Linked DNA regions of Sus scrofa: region 2 is linked to region 1. The links are chromatin contacts, called in public Hi-C maps. All regions are on one chromosome and are shown on one strand. Each heading gives the region's core, a stretch centred on a gene start, on an enhancer-like site or on the middle of the called end of the contact. The rest is flanking DNA. Distances are from core to core; before and after follow the strand shown.

The links. Hi-C and Micro-C count contacts between places; a contact is called where the count stands out from the background.
Region 2: a contact with region 1 is called in a Hi-C map of liver, with 1.6 times the contacts expected there. The contact joins the enhancer-like site here to the promoter of LECT2 in region 1. A contact is called at or near these places in 4 of 47 Hi-C or Micro-C datasets (embryonic fibroblasts, fetal liver and liver) and 1 of 2 datasets of contacts at active chromatin or transcription factors (skeletal muscle).

Annotation. Positions count from the first base shown.
Region 1 is chr2:138,117,324-138,122,866 of Sscrofa11.1, reverse strand. It overlaps LECT2 (leukocyte cell-derived chemotaxin-2), which reads left to right and starts at 2,582. Exons shown (of 5, transcript XM_021084783.1): 1 at 2,582-2,867; 2 at 4,648-4,744. The coding sequence starts at 2,807.
Region 2 is chr2:138,177,804-138,183,346 of Sscrofa11.1, reverse strand. No RefSeq gene overlaps it. Among named protein-coding and RNA genes, the nearest start is that of TGFBI, 11 kb to the left of the region's middle. Within about 2 kb of position 3,011, at least 22 of the 83 cell types and tissues checked have an H3K27ac peak or open chromatin away from gene starts, as enhancers often do. A contact at or near this core is called in embryonic fibroblasts, fetal liver and liver, where this site is marked.

The DNA.
Region 1 (5,543 bases), core at 1,333-3,832:
CCACTGTTAATATCTTCATCGAACTTCAGCTCTTGAGGCCCCCAGTATGCAATCCGTGAACTGGGGCGCTTAGGATATTCAGCTGGAATGTGACGATTCTGAGGAAGGAACAGTTGCTCTTCTGAACAAGCAATATGCTGCAGAGGGTAAAATATGGATTTTGGTGTCAGCAAACTGGGAGGCAATTCTCATTTCTTTGCGATTTCCACATCCCAAACTTTCTATTTTCAGGAACATTATCTGCAAAACAGGGCTGGTAGTAACGCATCAAAGGTGTATTAAAAATAACAACATAACCTCTATTTTTTCACTTCTGAAAATTGCTGCAACGTGTAGTGATGGCCATGAAAACACTGTTCCCGGGGCCCCGTCTACGGAGGATAACTGACCAAGGTCTCCAGCTTCTGTGCCTTGAAGTCCATCACCTCACCTGCAACTGAGACCACGCCTTGTACTGGCTGCTCCCCACCAATGACTGTGCTGGACGGAGGCTATTGAGGTAGCCCCCTTCCTGGAGACACAGCCCTCCTCTGTGTCTGCTCTGGTGAGAATAATAGAATAACTGAGCAGAGTGCCCGACACATAAGCTGCCCTGCACAGTGCCTGGCATTACAGCTAAAAACGCCAGCCCAATTCTGCAGGCTAATTCTCCCAGCTTTCATTCTTAGAGACCCCATGAAGGAAAAAGCCTCTTTGAATTGGATAGTATCACCTTATGGTTGGTGGCATTGTTGTCATACGCAGTCCCACCAATCTAAGCTTTTATGTGTTTTATAGGAATATGTGTTGGATTTTGCATTTTGATGGATGAAAATGTATACATGTTTAAACCAAACAGAACCCAAACCAGAGACAAAAAACAATTCGGGGGAGTTCCCATCGTGGCTCAGTGGTTAGCGAATCCGACTAGGAACCATGAGGTTTCGGGTTTGATCCCTGGCCTTGCTCAGTGGGTTAAGGATCCAGTGTTTCCGTGGGCTGTGGTGTAGGTCGCAGACGCGGTTTGGATCCTGCATGGCTGTGGCTCTGGCGAAGACCGGTGGCTACAGCTCCAATTAGACCCCTAGCCTGGGAACCTCCATGTGTCACAGGAGTGGCCCAAGAAATGGCAAAAGACAAAAAACAAAACAAAACAAAAACAAAAACAATTCAGATTTGCTGCACTCATTTTTTTCTTCTCGTGGGCTGACTCAATTTTTTGGATATATTCAATGCATAGGCCTTCCACACTTTACACATTAGATGCCTCCTGGAGAGACCGTGTGTGAAGTAAAAAGTGGAATACACCCTAACTGGTGTTGTTTAGTTACTGCTCTGTAACCTACCACCCCAGAACTCAGTGGCTTCAAATGACAACCAGTTATTCTTGCTCATACACGTACGAGGCATGCTAGGCTGGCCTCAGGCGGGGGGTGACTTGGCTAGGGCGACTCTGCTCCATGCCACCCACATTCTCTTCCTGGTGCCAGCAGGTTGGTCCAGGAACGCTCTCCTTACAATGACGGCGAATGGAAAGTCACAGACCCTGTATGGCTCATGCTCTACTGACGCACTGTCACTTCTGGCTCATTTTATTGGTCAGAGCAAGTCATGCTGATGAACCCCAAGTCATGAAAACCCCTCTGCCCGCAATGGGACACTGCAGGGAGGGTGACAAACCAGGGTCACCAACTGTCTCCTACTGACAAGTGACTAAAGCAGGGATGAACTAATATTTACCATAACAGGAGGAGATTCTAACATATGTTGGAATATGCACAAAAGTCTAAAGAATAACATAACAAACTTTTACGTATCTACATTTAATAATTAGTAAATTCATTTTTAAATTATTTGCCTCTGATCTTTTTCTGTTTTATAAATAAAGTATTTTAGGGTTTAAGCACGTTGCATATGCTTTCCCAATTCTACTTCTCTCCCTCCGCAGAGATGGCTATTATCCTAAAATCAGTCTGTGCATATTGTATTTTTACTCCATATGCAGCTATTGGCAAAGATTTTTGTTTTCAAGTATTAATAAGTGGTTTAACACCGTGCACATCATGTGAAAAGTACCTTTTTTATTCAACAGTGTTAAACAGTCGATCTAGCTGTTAAGACACACAGAATGCCTCCACTTTAACTGATAAAATATATTCTGTTATGATTATACTCCATTGTATGACTATATCGTAATTCCTCTTTTCCTATACTAAGGGCACTCGGGATGTTATTTTAAATTATTACAAACAAGCGAGTTTTTAAAATCGCATATTTAAAGGAAAGAAATATAATTTTATCAAAATAGTAAAATTATTTGCAAACATTACCCAGATAAAAAATAACTGATAATCAAAAAACAAAACACCCAAGTGATATACTAACAAATACATTAGAGGGGGTCACAGATTATTAATGGTCTTTTCTGAAATATGTCCTACCCCGGAAATGAAAGATCTACTCGCAGACAGTCCCAAATATTCCATTTTTCATGTCAATATTCTCCCACCGGCCACAGCCCAGAGACAGTCACTCTTGGCCGAGCCTTATCACTTTCTGTTAATATTTAGTTAGCATCATTGATAAAGTTAACCTTTTCCCAACAAAAGCCTTTACACAGGTCCTACCTGTGAACCAAACAGCTACCCATGGCCTGTTAGAATCTGACTGCCTCCATTCTCTTATTTTTTGCATGTCTCACACCAAATTAAAGAAATGAGAGATTCAGAATTCTAAGGCTAATTAGCTCGAAAACACCCGTCTGAACTTGGATATTCTTCAAGGAGAGGGCAGGGGCAGTCCTGACTACCCGAGGAACACGTATCCAATGGGAGGCCAAAGCCCCATGTTTTTCACTGGAGTCCTTTTGGCTGTTTTGATTTCGCCTGGTAAGTCAAAATTACAATTTTAGAATCCTGGCTAATTTTTTTTTTTGGGGGGGGGGGATTTTGACTAATTTTAAAACTGATTTTAAGGATGGATTTTCAAGCATCAGTAATCAAAATCACAACAGAAACTTGTATATTTGCTTGTTGAAATGGACTAGGAAGAACACACAGGGGAGGGGGTGATTCTCCATCATTTCCGGCGGGAAGCTCTGCTTCTTTACTAAAGGAGACATAACCATGGAAGAGGAGGACTTTAAGAAAAACCTTTCAGTCTGAGTCCAGGACTTCAATGGAACAAAAGTTAAATATAAAAAAGTTGTGTAAGAATCTGATTTAGAAATTTTCTGACACGGAGACTGGTGTGGATTGGGACCAGCGGAACCCTCCCTTAACTGTCACAGCAGGAGAGAAAATAAATACATTAATAAACGGTCTAATACATGCCTTAATTCCTAAGGGTAAATATTAGTTGCCAAAATTATTTGAAGCTTGGCACCGAGGTATAAGTTTTTCTTTTCTTTTCTTTTTAGGGCCTCACCTGCAGCATATGGAAGTTCCCAGGCCAGGGGTCAGATTGGAGCTTCAGCTACTGACCCATGCCACAGCCACAGCCACGGCCACGTGGAATCCAAGCCTCATCTGTGACCTACACAAGAGCTCACAGCAATGCCAGATCCATAACCCACTGAGCAAGGCCAGGGATCAAACCCGAGTCCTGATGGATACTAGTCGGGTTCATTACCACTGAGCCACAGCGGGAACTCCAAGGTATAAGATTTTTGAAACCCATCTTTTGGAGGTATCTTAAAGAATATGCTTAATGACCACATTCTGCAGCTTCTCTTCATAGTACACATATTCATGAAGGGCAAAGAATCTTTAAAATAAACTTAACCACCAAATTAGCAGATGCCTGCTTTTGCTTCTGTTTTTGTTTGTTTTGAAGTCAAAGGATGAGTCTGTTGATGCATCTCTCTGTAAATGTTAACAATTGGAAGTATGGAAAATTTAATTCAATTGAATATTTATCAAATGCTTACTATATTAAAGAGAAGTTGTACTTCTCGGAAACAAAGTTTGAACAAAACGCACTAAGAGAGCCATCCTCTCCTCCGTGCTTCACTGCATCATTATTTTTCTTATAATTATTTTATCCCCTCCCCTACCTTCTCACTCCACGCTAGGCTAAATTAGTTTGACATGCTCTTATTTCTAAGACTTTCCTCTTCCACAATTGCAAATATGAAAGAGGTTTATTGAGTGTTAAATAAACTTTGCTGGTTCAGAGTTTGCATCTCCCTTAATTCAAACATTTTCTTAGATTTGATTATCAAGACTAACAACAAAGGACGTTTCAAAGTTCTTCAGAATTTCCAGAATTACTTCTCATTTCTAGAATTACTTCTTTGAGCCATGCTGCTTGCTGATTTTGTTTAACCTAAGCACAGCGATCCCGTGCCAAGCCATGAGCACAGAAAGTCTGAGACACACCATCTACATCATTTATTAGGGGATAATCTGAAACAAACTATAATAATAGAGGTTAATGCTTATCAATAAACATACTTACCAATACTCTATATGCCATAAAAGAGATTTCTGTGGCCAGGAGAAAAGCCAGTTTTATATGTGACTCAGAGTTCAAGGAAGACTACTTCGGAAACCACAGAAAATTAGGGGGAAAGTATAGTGCAAACAGAACTTGTCGATTCACCAAGAGACATAATGAGATTGCAATTATGTGCTCCGGAAATCTACTTCTCATGTTTCTTCTCTTTAGCACTGGCTGGACCGTGGGCCATTATATGTGCCGGCAAGTCTTCCAATGAGATCAGGACGTGTGACAGCCATGGCTGTGGCCAGTACACTGCTCAGAGGTAACGGGGTGTCACCAAGAACCATGAACTCTTTTGGCTCTTAACCTCTTTGCTTAGTGTCTTTGCCTTATGTTTCTGCAAATGCTCACAGTAATCTCCCTCCTGATAGCAGGAAAACTCAGAGACGAGTCCAGTTAGTTACGCAACTGTCTGGAGCAACCTCCAAGAACGGTCCTTCAACCACGGGCTCTGAACTGAGCACAGAGCTTGAACAGGACCAGAGAGAGGGGAGCAACCAGTGTTCTCCCTCTCAACCTTTACACAGGGTCACGCATCTCACCTGGTTTTTCCAAGGTGAAAACCAACATTCCGGTAATTTTATAGTATGCCGTTTTATAGGTGAGGAACTTCAACTGGGGCACCAAGGGGCTCTAAGGGATCTGCCAAACACAGTTGGACATGGTGAGGGCTAGACTAGGATTCAGGCTTTTGGATTCTCTTCCCATCAAACCATGGTGTTACCAAGCCAGGCTCTGGGACCTGAGCACCAGAGGCTGGCCCTAAGCAGGTGATTTCTGCCAGACTATGAGGGACACACTTGAGAATTTTTTCACCCATGCACAGCGGCACCTTGGAAGTGCCACTCTCTGGTGAAACAGCCATGTGTCCAATTCCACCACTGATCTCCATTCTGATCCGAGGAGAACTCTCATCACACAGATACCACTTCCAAAGCAACCTCCAACACCTGCCACAGGGCGAAGAGATGGGACGTAGGGAGAATGGCCTCTGAACTGCCAATGTTAAGACCCGCTAGCTCACACCCTCAAGTTTATGCACTTGACTTACATAATAACTT
Region 2 (5,543 bases), core at 1,762-4,261, 60 kb before region 1:
GGACAGGTTCAAGGGCATCCCTGTGTGCATCGGCTGCCGCATCCCTGCCCCAGCCTCTTCTGGCATTTTCCTCCTCATTCTTTCATTCAGAGGGCTCCTGATATTTCACCGGACATGAGTGGGGTAAATGCTGTGAGAAGAGCAGGCACATTCAAGGGCCTGGATGGCTACATCTGAAGACAGCAGAAGCAGGCGGGAGCCCCCAGGGTGCCCCCAGGTGAGGCTGCGTCTAGGAAAAGCTGTGAGCAGAGAATGACACAGGGAGGCCCGACGGAGGAGGGCGGATGTGTGCGGGCCCGCACACACGCAATGCTAGCCCAGTAAAGGACTCTCTAGCCTCCCAATGGCAGGGCTATTCTAAGTAATATCCACGCATCGAGTCGTTCCATCCTAAAAATAATCCTATGGGATGGGTATTGTTATTCGTCCTGTTTTACGGACAGGGAGGCAGGGCTGGGAGAAGCAAAGCAACCGGCAGAATGATGAAGCTAGTAAGCACGACTCAGCATCTGAATGGAAACAGCCCAGCTCCCAGCAGCTCCCCTGCCTCTGTCCCGGTTCTAGGTCCCTCTCCAGGTAGTGTAGTTGCCCATTTCTAGAAAGCCCTGGAACCTTCTCTCCCTTGCACAGGATGTCCACGGAGCAAACCCCGGCAAGTCCCCTGGAGCCACTCTGGAGATGGGGCGGTCTTGCTGAGGAAAGCAGCGGGCAGTCACTCCCCTCCCACCCCAGACAGGCAGGGGAACAGAGGTGTGAGCGGAGATATTTATTTTCACCAGAAATCAATACTCCTCGGAGCAGGTCAGCTCTTAGAGCATTGAGCACTCCTTAACAACCTTGCCGGGGCCAGGCGGCTCCCAGGCTGCAAAAAGAGTGATCTGTATCTCTGCTCCATCACTGGTCCAGGCAGCCAGGGCTTTCAAGGCACGGGGGCGGGGACACCACTGCTGCTCGGGCAGCTGACGCTTGCTGCGGCTCCTCCATATCATGCAGTCTCTAGACTTTTGCCTAATAAAAATGCTCCTCAGCGAGTGCGGGCAAGAGGGAAATTATTATTATTATTATTTCCTGTCTTTTCCCCAGGGTCCGGGTGGACACCCAAGGGAGCCTGAGGCACTGACCCTGGGACCTGCCATAGGGACCGTCCCCCCAGCCACGCCCAACGTCCCTTCAGCTCTACTCCGGGCTCCAGGCGCTAATCTATGGTCTCAGCCCACGTGGGATCCTTAAACGCACGGCCGCAGAAGCCGGCCAGTTGCCACCATTCCGCCTCGAGGGTCTAGACCCTCTCAGCCTTCTGTGCTCCACAGCCACTTCCTTCGGACTCCTTGGTCAGCAAGACAGACCATTTTCTTTCCTAATGTATTTCACACGGAGGATGGGCTACGCCGCCGAGCGGTCACTGTTTCTCTTAAAGCACCATCAAAGTATGCAAAACAAGAAGTGAAAGTTGATTCTCTTTGGTAATTGGCACAAACCCACAGGTGACAACACTGGAGCAAGGCACGTTTAAAAAAAAAAAAGTTTTCCTTTATTCCTCTTTAAATTACCGATCAAATATTAACTCTCTGTGCCTGAGACGTCTTCCAACAAATGGCACAGTCCCTTTAATTAACATTTAATACAAGAAAATCTCAGGACAACGAAAGAATTAAAATGGCCCCCGGGGGCCATAGAAAAGATCTGCCTACCTGAATTAGCACATTTCGGAAGCCACAGTGGAACTAGAGTCTGAGTTAGTCCCACTGGTCTATATCATTTAAAAAAAAAAACAAAAAACACCACTCCTGTTGGTAATGTATGGACAACCAGCTGGCTCTGCAGAGTGGTTCTGGACGGATTCTACAAACACTCCCTGAACTCAATACTGCAAGCCCAGCACGGATGAGTCAGTCCTTCTCCAAACACGAGCCGCTCTGTCGGATCTGGGGAGCCGGGCTCACATACAATGAAGTAAGTGCCTGATACACGGCTTGCTAGGAAAGGACCTTCAAAGGGAAGTTGCCGACCACACAGCTCGGTGGGGGATGGGGAGGGCAGCGGAGGGGGGGAGGGGGCCGCAGGGAGTGGGGTTTCTTCCCAGTTTCCCAGAAGAGGTGATTCATCATCGTCGTCGAGGACAGACGGAAGCCAAGTCAGCAAGGTAGACTGCAACACATCACGCCAGAAGCCAGAGACAGGGTTCATTCCAGAGACATATTTGCGGGCCCGGGTTTCTGCTTCTCGTTAGGGCTTTACGGTTCTCAAAGCACAAGAGCCTGAAGGGACGGCTTTCCTGAGCGTCCGTGCTTAGGGGCCAAGGAAAAGGCCGTCTTGATTATTCCACTGAAGATTGTGCTGGGTTTTTGGGTTCTCCACCGTTGGGAAATCTACGAAATATCCTAATGCTTCCTTTTTGGTCCTCCTCAAAAACAGACCCAAACGAGCTAGGTGAACACGTTCCGTATTCCAAAACCAGCAAGCTCCCGGGTGGGCCCCTCGGCCTTGCCCGGCTGTGTTTCGTCTGCATGGCACCATCAGCAGCTAGCTGCACGTGGTGCTGGTGACAAACAAACACTCTCAGGCTCCTCCCAAGCTCTCTAGATGCTTACAGTTTAAAGGAAGCACAGGGGGTGCGGTGAGAAGTGTGCACCTCGGTGTGTCGGCGTGATGTGCAAACAGCAGACTGCACGTGTCCAAATGCACGCATGCACATCCTGCGGAGCCCTTGCAGCAGATGTGGCAGACTTTTGCCGAGCTGGGGAGGGACACGGGGCTCGAGCAGAGCTTATAAAGGCTTGGCGTGGCGACTAAAGTCCAACCCAATACGCAACTTCAAAAAACATGTTTATTTAAGACACAAAGTTCATCCAAGACCCCATAAAAAGACCTTGGCCTGTTTTCAGAGAGTTATTGTGACAGCCGTGGCCTCTTTTTAACTTTGGTTCCTATAATTTACACTGGGGACCTGAGCAGATCACTCCACACCAGTAAATTAATAAACAGAGCAGCAGAAAGGAAGGCTGCAGGGTCATGAGGCCTGGGCTTTCGGGCCTCTTCTTTCTTCATAACCGTTTCCAGATGCGGAGGTTGGCACAGTGTCAGCTTGGTGACAGCAACGAATGCAAGTCCTTCCTCCCCGGCTAACAGCAGGCCGCTACTGGTCCCGGCAAAGGGGCCTGTGGGTGTGTTTTCATCTCAGAGGACATGCTTTGCTGGAAGCATGGCCCGTGTGGCGTGTTTAGCAGGCACAGGCCGTGGGGTTGATGAGAGTCAAACCTAAGAACCTCAGTGCAGGGCATCCTTAGGACAGTGGTCCTGGACGATGCGGAAAGATGGGGGCTGGCTTTGGAGCAAACATCCCATCGCTAGGGAATCGGTACCCACAAAGTCGTTACCCCAGGACCCTGCCCTTAGCACTGAAGAAATGCTTCCTCTACAGCCACGGAGCAAAGGCAAGAAGGCGGCCTGTCCTGACTTCAGGGGGCTCACAGTCTGGGGAGGGGGGCACACATCCATGAAACAAAGCCAGGAGCGCCTGGGCCATCCTATTACGCACGCACATTAAAGGACCCATGAAGGACAGGTGGGCCTGCTTTCAGTAGCGGAATAAGGTGCTCTTGGAAAATGACAGGTCCTGGCACAGTCCAAGTGGCCCGTCTCCATGCCCAGGCACTTCACCTTGGACCTCAGACCGTGGTCAAGGCACCCGTCAGGCTCCAAGAGGCCGATGGGGCCAGGCCGCCAGAGCCAGGGGTCTGGCATTCGGCATCAGTCTTCTTCCACCTTTTGGGAGAGTCTCCTCCTTCTGCTGATGGTTACTTGCCGGGCCACCTGCTCATCCCGACCAGGGAAAATCACTTCTGAATTTTCACAACTGCAAACAGACAAACTGGTTGGACACACACGCGGCCTTCTTCAGTGGACAGGGCGCAAGCGGGCCTGTGTGGTCCCTGACCACCCTGGAGCCAACCGTAAGAAGCAATTTCCTGGCTTTGCAGACCACAAGCAGCACTTACTTGGGGATTTCCAGGAAAATCCCGAGACTCGGAAAGATCCCAGCAAATCCCTGTTTTCGTGCCTCCAGAGACGGATCTGATCTCCGTTGGTTTGGACTGTCAGTGACCAGAGCTTGCTCCCCTGAGTCACAGGCAGAAGTAAATTCTGCAGACCTGAACAGACAGGCCCGGGGTGGGGGGCGGTGGGGAGAAGAGGCAGACGCGTGGCTGGCCAGAGCCACCGTGGGGGAACAAGACAGGCTGAGTCTGTCCGCTGGCGATGGGAGCAGAGTGCAAAGGGACCACCCAGCTCTCCTGTCGCTGTCGCTGACTCTCGGCCCTTCCCTGGTCTCTGTGCCATGAAGTGCCCTGGGTCCCGGCAGGCCTGCCCTCCTCCAGCCTCTGCAGCTGGTCTGTCTGTCTGCTAGGTTTTCTTTAGGGATGGTTTATACTTTGTATGAGAGGCAGGCAGACACAAGGCACACATTTCAGCCCTCGCACAGGCCCCTGGCTTCAGCCCCAGGGCCACTGGGGGTGCACACCCCTTAAAGATGGAAAGCTCCTCAGAGCATGGCTTCCTGGGGCCTCCGAGCATGGCCTCTGCCACAGGGGCCAGCAGATAGGGTTCTGCTAGTCCTTCTCCTGACTCGACTGTGTGGCATGCAGCACGGCCCAGACCAAGGAAGGTGTGACAGGGGCTTCAGAGAAGTTCTAGGCGGCCTCCTTTTCTAGTAAGTTCCATGCTCAGTGGGCATTTACTCGAGTGTCAGTAGTGGGTGCTGCACAGTGGAGCAGTGGAGCAAATACGGAGATAAACATAAAAGAGGTAGAAGATTCCTTGTTTTGCAAGCCTACCATCATCTAGGAGGGCCAACGAAGGGATGAAATCAAATTTAAGACCAGGAAGCCTTCACCTCCACAGCCATGTCTACTAAGGCTCTCCTTGTCCCCCGAGACCGGCGGGTCCTTTCCTACTCCAGGCCTATGAACACACAGGTCATAGATGAGCCTGCTGCCTGGCTTTCACTCGCTGGTTTGATTTTAGTTTAGACAACACTGCCTCCGGGAAGCCCTCCCTGACTTGATGCCCTTTCTCTGGGTTTGCTCAGGCCCCTATGTTTTTCCCCAACTGTGGCATCCGTCAGTGTTGTAACTGTCTGGTGACATCTAGACTCTGGGTCTGGAGGGAGCAGGGGAGAGTGCCTGCTTCCTTCACGACCCTTTTCCCAGCATTTGTTCACTGATAAATTGACATACTGATGGCGCATCTAGAGTGAGCCAGCGCCATGATCGGAGAAGGGAAACGCTGTCAGGAGGCTTCATTTCTTGGGGAAGGACAGAAGCTGGCTGCATGGTGTTCCCACCCCCAACAAGATGTCTGAGCTTCCCTGGGAGTAAAATCTGGGAACCATTCATTAGGGGGGAGGGCGTTCATGTTCAGGGAGCTCTAACCACATGCCGAGACAGTTTTCCAGATGCCAACCACGTGAACAGTATCCGCCATTCGCCCAGAGCTGGCTGCAGGCCAGGCCACTTGGGCTCCCTCATTTGATCTTTCAACAGCCC